Regions from separate parts of the Mus musculus genome. Here region 1 is linked to region 2. A link is a contact called in public Hi-C data. All regions are on one chromosome and are shown on one strand. The core of a region is the stretch at or near the end of the contact, and the rest is flanking DNA. Distances in the headings are between cores, read along the strand shown. Region 1 has its middle 78 kb from the start of Gm33734. Region 2 has its middle 140 kb from the start of Nt5c1b.

The links. A called contact is a pair of places that touch in the nucleus more often than the background predicts.
Region 1: a contact with region 2 is called in a Hi-C map of uterus, with 3 times the contacts expected there. The contact joins two enhancer-like sites. A contact is called at or near these places in 8 of 484 Hi-C or Micro-C datasets (embryonic fibroblasts, nephron progenitors, uterus and 1 more).

What each region holds. Positions count from the first base shown.
Region 1 is chr12:9,995,822-9,998,638 of GRCm38.p6, reverse strand. No RefSeq gene overlaps it. Among named protein-coding and RNA genes, the nearest start is that of Gm33734, 78 kb to the right of the region's middle. Within about 2 kb of position 1,333, at least 22 of the 459 cell types and tissues checked have an H3K27ac peak or open chromatin away from gene starts, as enhancers often do. A contact at or near this core is called in uterus, where this site is marked.
Region 2 is chr12:10,229,527-10,232,616 of GRCm38.p6, reverse strand. No RefSeq gene overlaps it. Among named protein-coding and RNA genes, the nearest start is that of Nt5c1b, 140 kb to the left of the region's middle. Within about 2 kb of position 1,291, at least 27 of the 459 cell types and tissues checked have an H3K27ac peak or open chromatin away from gene starts, as enhancers often do. A contact at or near this core is called in uterus, where this site is marked.

The DNA.
Region 1 (2,817 bases), core at 84-2,583, 230 kb after region 2:
TATAAGAAATTAACCCATACTACATAAAACCCTGGCTCAAAAAATTGGGACTAGGGGGATGGTTTGGTATAAAATGTTTGTTATGTATTCATGAGGACCTAAGTTGAATCTCCAGTACATGTGTAAACAGTTAAATACAGAGGTGCATTTTTGTATATCATCACTAGAAACGTGGAAACAGATGAATATCTCAGGCTACAGCCTGACACAATAGCCTTATTGACAAACCCAATGTATTATTTACAAGATACCTTGTTTCATGTGGATACATATCCGCATATAATGTTCACAAAATGCCTTTGCACACTGCATGTACACACACAGAGAGAAAGAGAGGAAAGGGGGGGGGGAGAGAGAGAGAGAGAGAGAGAGAGAGAGAGAGAGAGAGAGAGAGAGAGAGAGGGAGGGAGGGAGAGAGGCAGGGAGGGAGGGAGGACTTCTTAATGTTCTTAATGCTTGGAATAAAAGTTCACTCTCCATTTAGTAACTGAGTGCAGACAATGATGCATTCAAAATGTACCCCTGCTTTAATCTTTCTGCTCCGTTGTCACTTAAAATGCCCCAAAGGATTAATGAATTTAGTCTTGGAAGAATGTCAGAAAGAAAAAAAAAGATGGTGTGAGATAATGAAAATCTTGACAAGGGCAATGGCTTCTGGATAAAAAGCCTTGGCCTGAACTACAGCAAGGCTGTCATCTGCCTGGTGGCACCAAGGTTCCAGTGCAGATATATAGGAAAACCAGAATCCTCTGTGGGAGCCAAAATAGCTTACAGGCAGGAAAACAGATGCAAGAGCCATCCATGAATAATAGAAGGACCTGGAAGGATGAACCTGGGAAAGAACTGTTGCTTGTGAGTGAAGAAAGGGTTACAGGTCCCCAGGGCTCTCTTCAGCCACACATACGTGACCAGGATATCCAAAGAAACGCCCTTCTTACTGACAGGCTGCTGATGGTTTCTACAGCCTCCATTGGTTTTAATATCTGCATCCTAATTTATTTGACATCTGCAGAACATCCAAAGAAAATATTCAGTATGGGATGGGCAATCCGGCTGCTTTCTGAGCTCATCAAATAGCTCACACTCCTTTTTCAAATGTTTTCGGTTTTGCAAAACTCAGAATGCATTTTGCCAAACATGTTCTCTGTTAATGTTTATTTAGAAGGGAATTTAATCCGTATGCTGCTGATGCATTTACACTTAACTCATCAAAATGTTTTACTAGAGTCATTTGATGTCCAAGAAACCTTTTGAGCCCTTTTTATAAGCCTCTTCAAGCCCATTTCGCTTCGAAACAGGAAGTGGCCTGTTACTAAACCATAAACGAATGCAATTCCCGGAGGGTTTGGTTTCATTTAAGACCCTGAGACCGCAAGGTCTGAGCCTACCCTGAACCCTACAGAAAAGACCTTCCTACTGAATAGCCTCAGAATGCTCCTCGCGTAGAGACAGGATACTGTTATAATTTTCCAAAACAAAAATCCTTTATGAAGAGGCATCTTTCATACAACTCCTGGGAAAGACAGTAACCAAAGCAAGATGCTAAATCACTGGCTTTGCAAGCTGCACCTGGCCAATGTCACTGTCTCCATGAATCTCCTTACCATTCAGAGCTTCTTCACTCATATTAATAGAACAAATAAAACGGAGAGGAGATAAAGACACTGGGGCAATGATTTCTTCTTCAGGAAAACCTTCCGAGTTACAGACCAATACAATGTTCCCAACCATGAGCCAGAGAGCCAAAGCTGATATAAACATAGCATTCAAGCCACAGTACAGGACTTGTTTAAGGCTTAATTCTGTGAAGTAAGGCAGGAAACAAGATTTATCCTTCTGGGAAACATTTGGCATTTGCCTGAAGCTGAGTCTGATTGCTCTCTGCCGTCCACACCATCCATTACAGCTATCTGAAGGAAATCAAGTTTTTTGCCCAAACTAAGGCAAAAGAGAAATGTCTCCATCCCAGCCTCATAGAAATCCCTCTGTTTGACGTGGCATTAAACAACAGAGAGCAAACTGCTCTGTCATTGTGCTGCAAGGATCATCACTGCTATCTTGGGCCTTCTGGCTGTGAAGGGAGCAAATTTAGTTGGAGAGAAGCCATTTTTTGCAAACATAGTAAAAATAAATTACTACGCTTAATAATTGAATCTTAAACTTGTCATTACAGCAATTCCAGAATTATTCCAAGAGCCCTCCTTCACTTGGACTTGGCAAAAGGATTGGGTGTTGCAGGTCAGTTTTCCAGGTCTGAAATCCAGCTTATGTTATAACTGCATGGACTACAGAGTAAATGGTCAAAGGATGAATGGGCCATTGAAAAGTAAATCAGACTCTCTGAGACTTTTAAATGAGTCCTCCTCCTCCTCCTCCTCCTCCTCCTCCTCCTCCTCCTTCTACTCCTCTTCCTCCCCCCTCCTTCTCCCCCCTCCTTCTCCTCCTTCTTCTCCTTCTTCTTTCTTCTTCTTTCTTCTTCTTTCTTCTTCTTCCTTCCTTCTCCTTCTCCTTCTCTTTCTCCTTCTCCTTCTCCTTCTTCTTCTCCTTCTTTTCCTCCTCCTCCACTTCTTCCTCTTCCTTCTCCTCCTCCTCCTCTCTCTCTCTGTATGTGTGACTATTTTGTGTGTGTGTGTGTGTTATTTTAGTTTTAATAGCTGGACACTGGATGATTGGACAGAGAAAGTCTGTAGAAATTGCCGCCCCCCCCCCACCCTCCTTAACTCCTGGGCACAAGGCCGGGATGTTTACACTGGAGGAACATGCTCAGACTCTGACCCAACTGGGAGACGTTTCAGTTAACATCTGGCTTTGCTTACT
Region 2 (3,090 bases), core at 42-2,541:
TAACAATGTAGAAGTCAATTGCTGAGCTTTTTTTTTTTCCTTTCATCTCTTTGCCAGTTAACACCATTCTCTTCATTGTTTTTCAGTCTCTGAATGAATAAGTTGGGTTAGCTAGCCTGAACTCAGGAACCCTTTATCTTGGTTTAGTGTCCTGCCCTGCCTGTCCTTAAACTAAGTGTATATATAGCCTTTGCCAGATTACATTGTTTTAGGTATTCTTTTAATTATAAATTGTATAAATAATCACTGGCCTTATGTGATATCCTTTGAAAAGAAATATATTATTTAAACTAGATAATGTCACATAGAGGAGAAGGACCTAACAAATGTTTACTGATTGATTTTCTAAGCACTGTATGATTGTAATTGTAGCATTGATAATCATTCATGCTTGTGGTAACTCAGCGCTGCCCAGCATCTTTGTAGAAGACTGGTTTCTTATTCATGTAGTCAAATACCTTAAAGTTCATAGGCAAGTGGCCATGAAGCCTATTTTGTTTAAAGCACTATGACCTTCCAACCTTCAGACCCAGAAGGAATTCCTGTGTAGCAAGCCATATAATGTGTTGCTTCTGAGGCTCTTAGGCCAGTGTGTCTGGGAAAGCTTCAGGCTGGAAGTATTGAGGAGTATTAATGTGCAGACGTAGGATCTGTCAGGAATACGAGCTGTGGTGCAACACAAACCACCTGCAAAGCTTGTGATGTTTTTTGAAACAGAGTGCCGGAAAGAAGGGGCCCAAGGCCAAGAAAGGAAAATGGAGCTGCAGATTGGTGTGCAGCTCAAAGCACAGGCAGGGTAAGGAAGCTGCTCTTGTACTTCTATACCCTCCCCACCCCCAGCTGCTGTTCTGGGTGTCACATTTTCGTGACTGATGGACCATGTCAGGCTGAGGCATACTGGATTTCTATGCACATAAGAAAGGGAACAGAAAAGGTCAATGTCTTCAGTAAAACTTAGAGGATGATTTTACACCAGCAGCGACTCTCCCATAACGTTTAAAGCAGATTCTAATAAGTGGTTTCCAAATAGTAACAAAGCCGTGCAATGAGTTGCCAGGACATAAGCTGGGTGCCCCTTAGACCTTGGGAACTGTAAATCTCGAAAGAAGGCAGATAGTCTCCCCAATTAGGGTGCTAAGATTAGCAATCTCTTTCCTGAGTTTGCCAAAAAACACAAAGATGCTGATACAGAATTGGTAGCAGATCCACTAAAAACAGGCAGCCATGTGTCCATTAGTGTATGTCTGTGCTTCTGTGGTTAGGAGGCATGCAGCTGAGTGATGGGCCGTGCTATTTGTATCTCTGACATCATCAGTGCCTCTGAGGGAGTCCTTGCTAAAGCATGTCTCGTAGTCTAGTTGTTGCTCTTCAGAGCCATGATTTAGAACTACTTTTTCGTTTTGTTTTTTTCTAATCCTAAGTTTTTCTATGTAAGCCTTGCCTGAAACAAACACATAGCTTCAAAAGAATATAAAAGTAACGGTCTGTATAGGCATCAGTGGCAAAATCCTGGAGCCAGGAAATGCGCTTTGCAAAACTTCAAGGAAAAAAAAAAAAGATTTGCTGAGTGACTAGTGATCCTAAGAAAAGTTTCACTCCAGTGGCACAGGAGTAAGTATAGCAGTGTCTGGAGTGTTGGGACACCTCGGACATTAACCAGACCAGCTTTCCCACCTACTGCGTCATCAACATACTTTCTCCCAACACTCTGACATTTCCTCCCATCTCTCCTCACCTCCATCAGGCCCCCATGTTCTGTCCCTCACAAAGTCTGTCCCACCTGGCTTCTTGTCTTGGCTGATGAAAATCTACAGAGGCAGGAGAGAAGGAGCTGGATGTGATGCGGGCTGCAGATTACACGGGGATGAAAAGCACAGACGCAGATCCCATGACTGGTGAGAAGAGTCCACAAGAGAAGTAACTGCAGAGTAATTAGCAGAAGACTGTGTGCGCTGGTACATGGATGTGCTAAAGTGCTCCTACCGACTTTACTCTTTAACTTTGTTAATTTTAGGCAGGGTTCCTAAATTGGTCTTGCTATATAGCCAAGGATAACCAGTCTGAACTGATTATCCTCCTGTCTCCAATTCTCTAGCCCTGTGGTTACAGACAATAATTATGATACCTGGTTCTTGTGATACATGAATGAGAATACTCAATAACCACAAATATAAGATTTGGATTTTTAAGTCCCTAGTTTCTGATTTCAAATATTGCATTTTTTCCATTTGACCCCATTTTTGCTTACATGGATACAAAGATCCAAAACCCATAACACAGAACATAATATTTATTTACATTCTGAAATAATGTGCTGCTTATTGTTTTCAACAATTGTTTGAAACAACTTGGTTTTCAGTCAGTCCATGTGTGTTACAGGTGGCCTTTTGATTAAACAGGCACAAAAGAAGTTTGAAGAGATCACATTTTCTTGGAAAGCCATGAGAGTGAAGAAGACGTATGATTTTTGAAGAATGGTCTTTTTAAATAGCCTTCTATTATTTTACACAATGGAAGAATGAAAGCTAAGATACATGTGATTTAAAATTACTGTTCACTGTTATTTTTAGGGTTTTATGTTGTAGGATAGTTAGCAGGTTAGGACTAGGGCTCTTGCCTAGCAATAACTACTCATATGATGGCCATACTGTCAAGTACTGATTGCTTTTGGATGTCAGTTTCCATAATTTAAAAATGAAAGGTTATGACTAAATTAGTTCAAAGTAACAGTTATGAGCCTCATTGAGTATTCTTTTTGTATTACTGAAAATAGGTTCTTTTCTCATACAAAACATCCCAAACACAGTTTCTCCTCCATCCACCCATTCATGTTCACCCACACATGCCCTTCCCTCCTTCACCATTTCCCCTTAGTAAATAGTGGGCTTCTAAGAGACAACAACAAAACATGACAAAGGAAGATACAATAAGACAAGGCAAAAGCCCTTATTTCTAGGTTGGGAAAAGCAACCTAACAGGATGATAGGAGTCTCAGGAGCAGGCAAAAGAGTCAGAGATACATTCTCAATCCCACTGCTAGGAGGTTCACAAAAACACACTAAGCTAACAGTCATAACATATATGCATGGG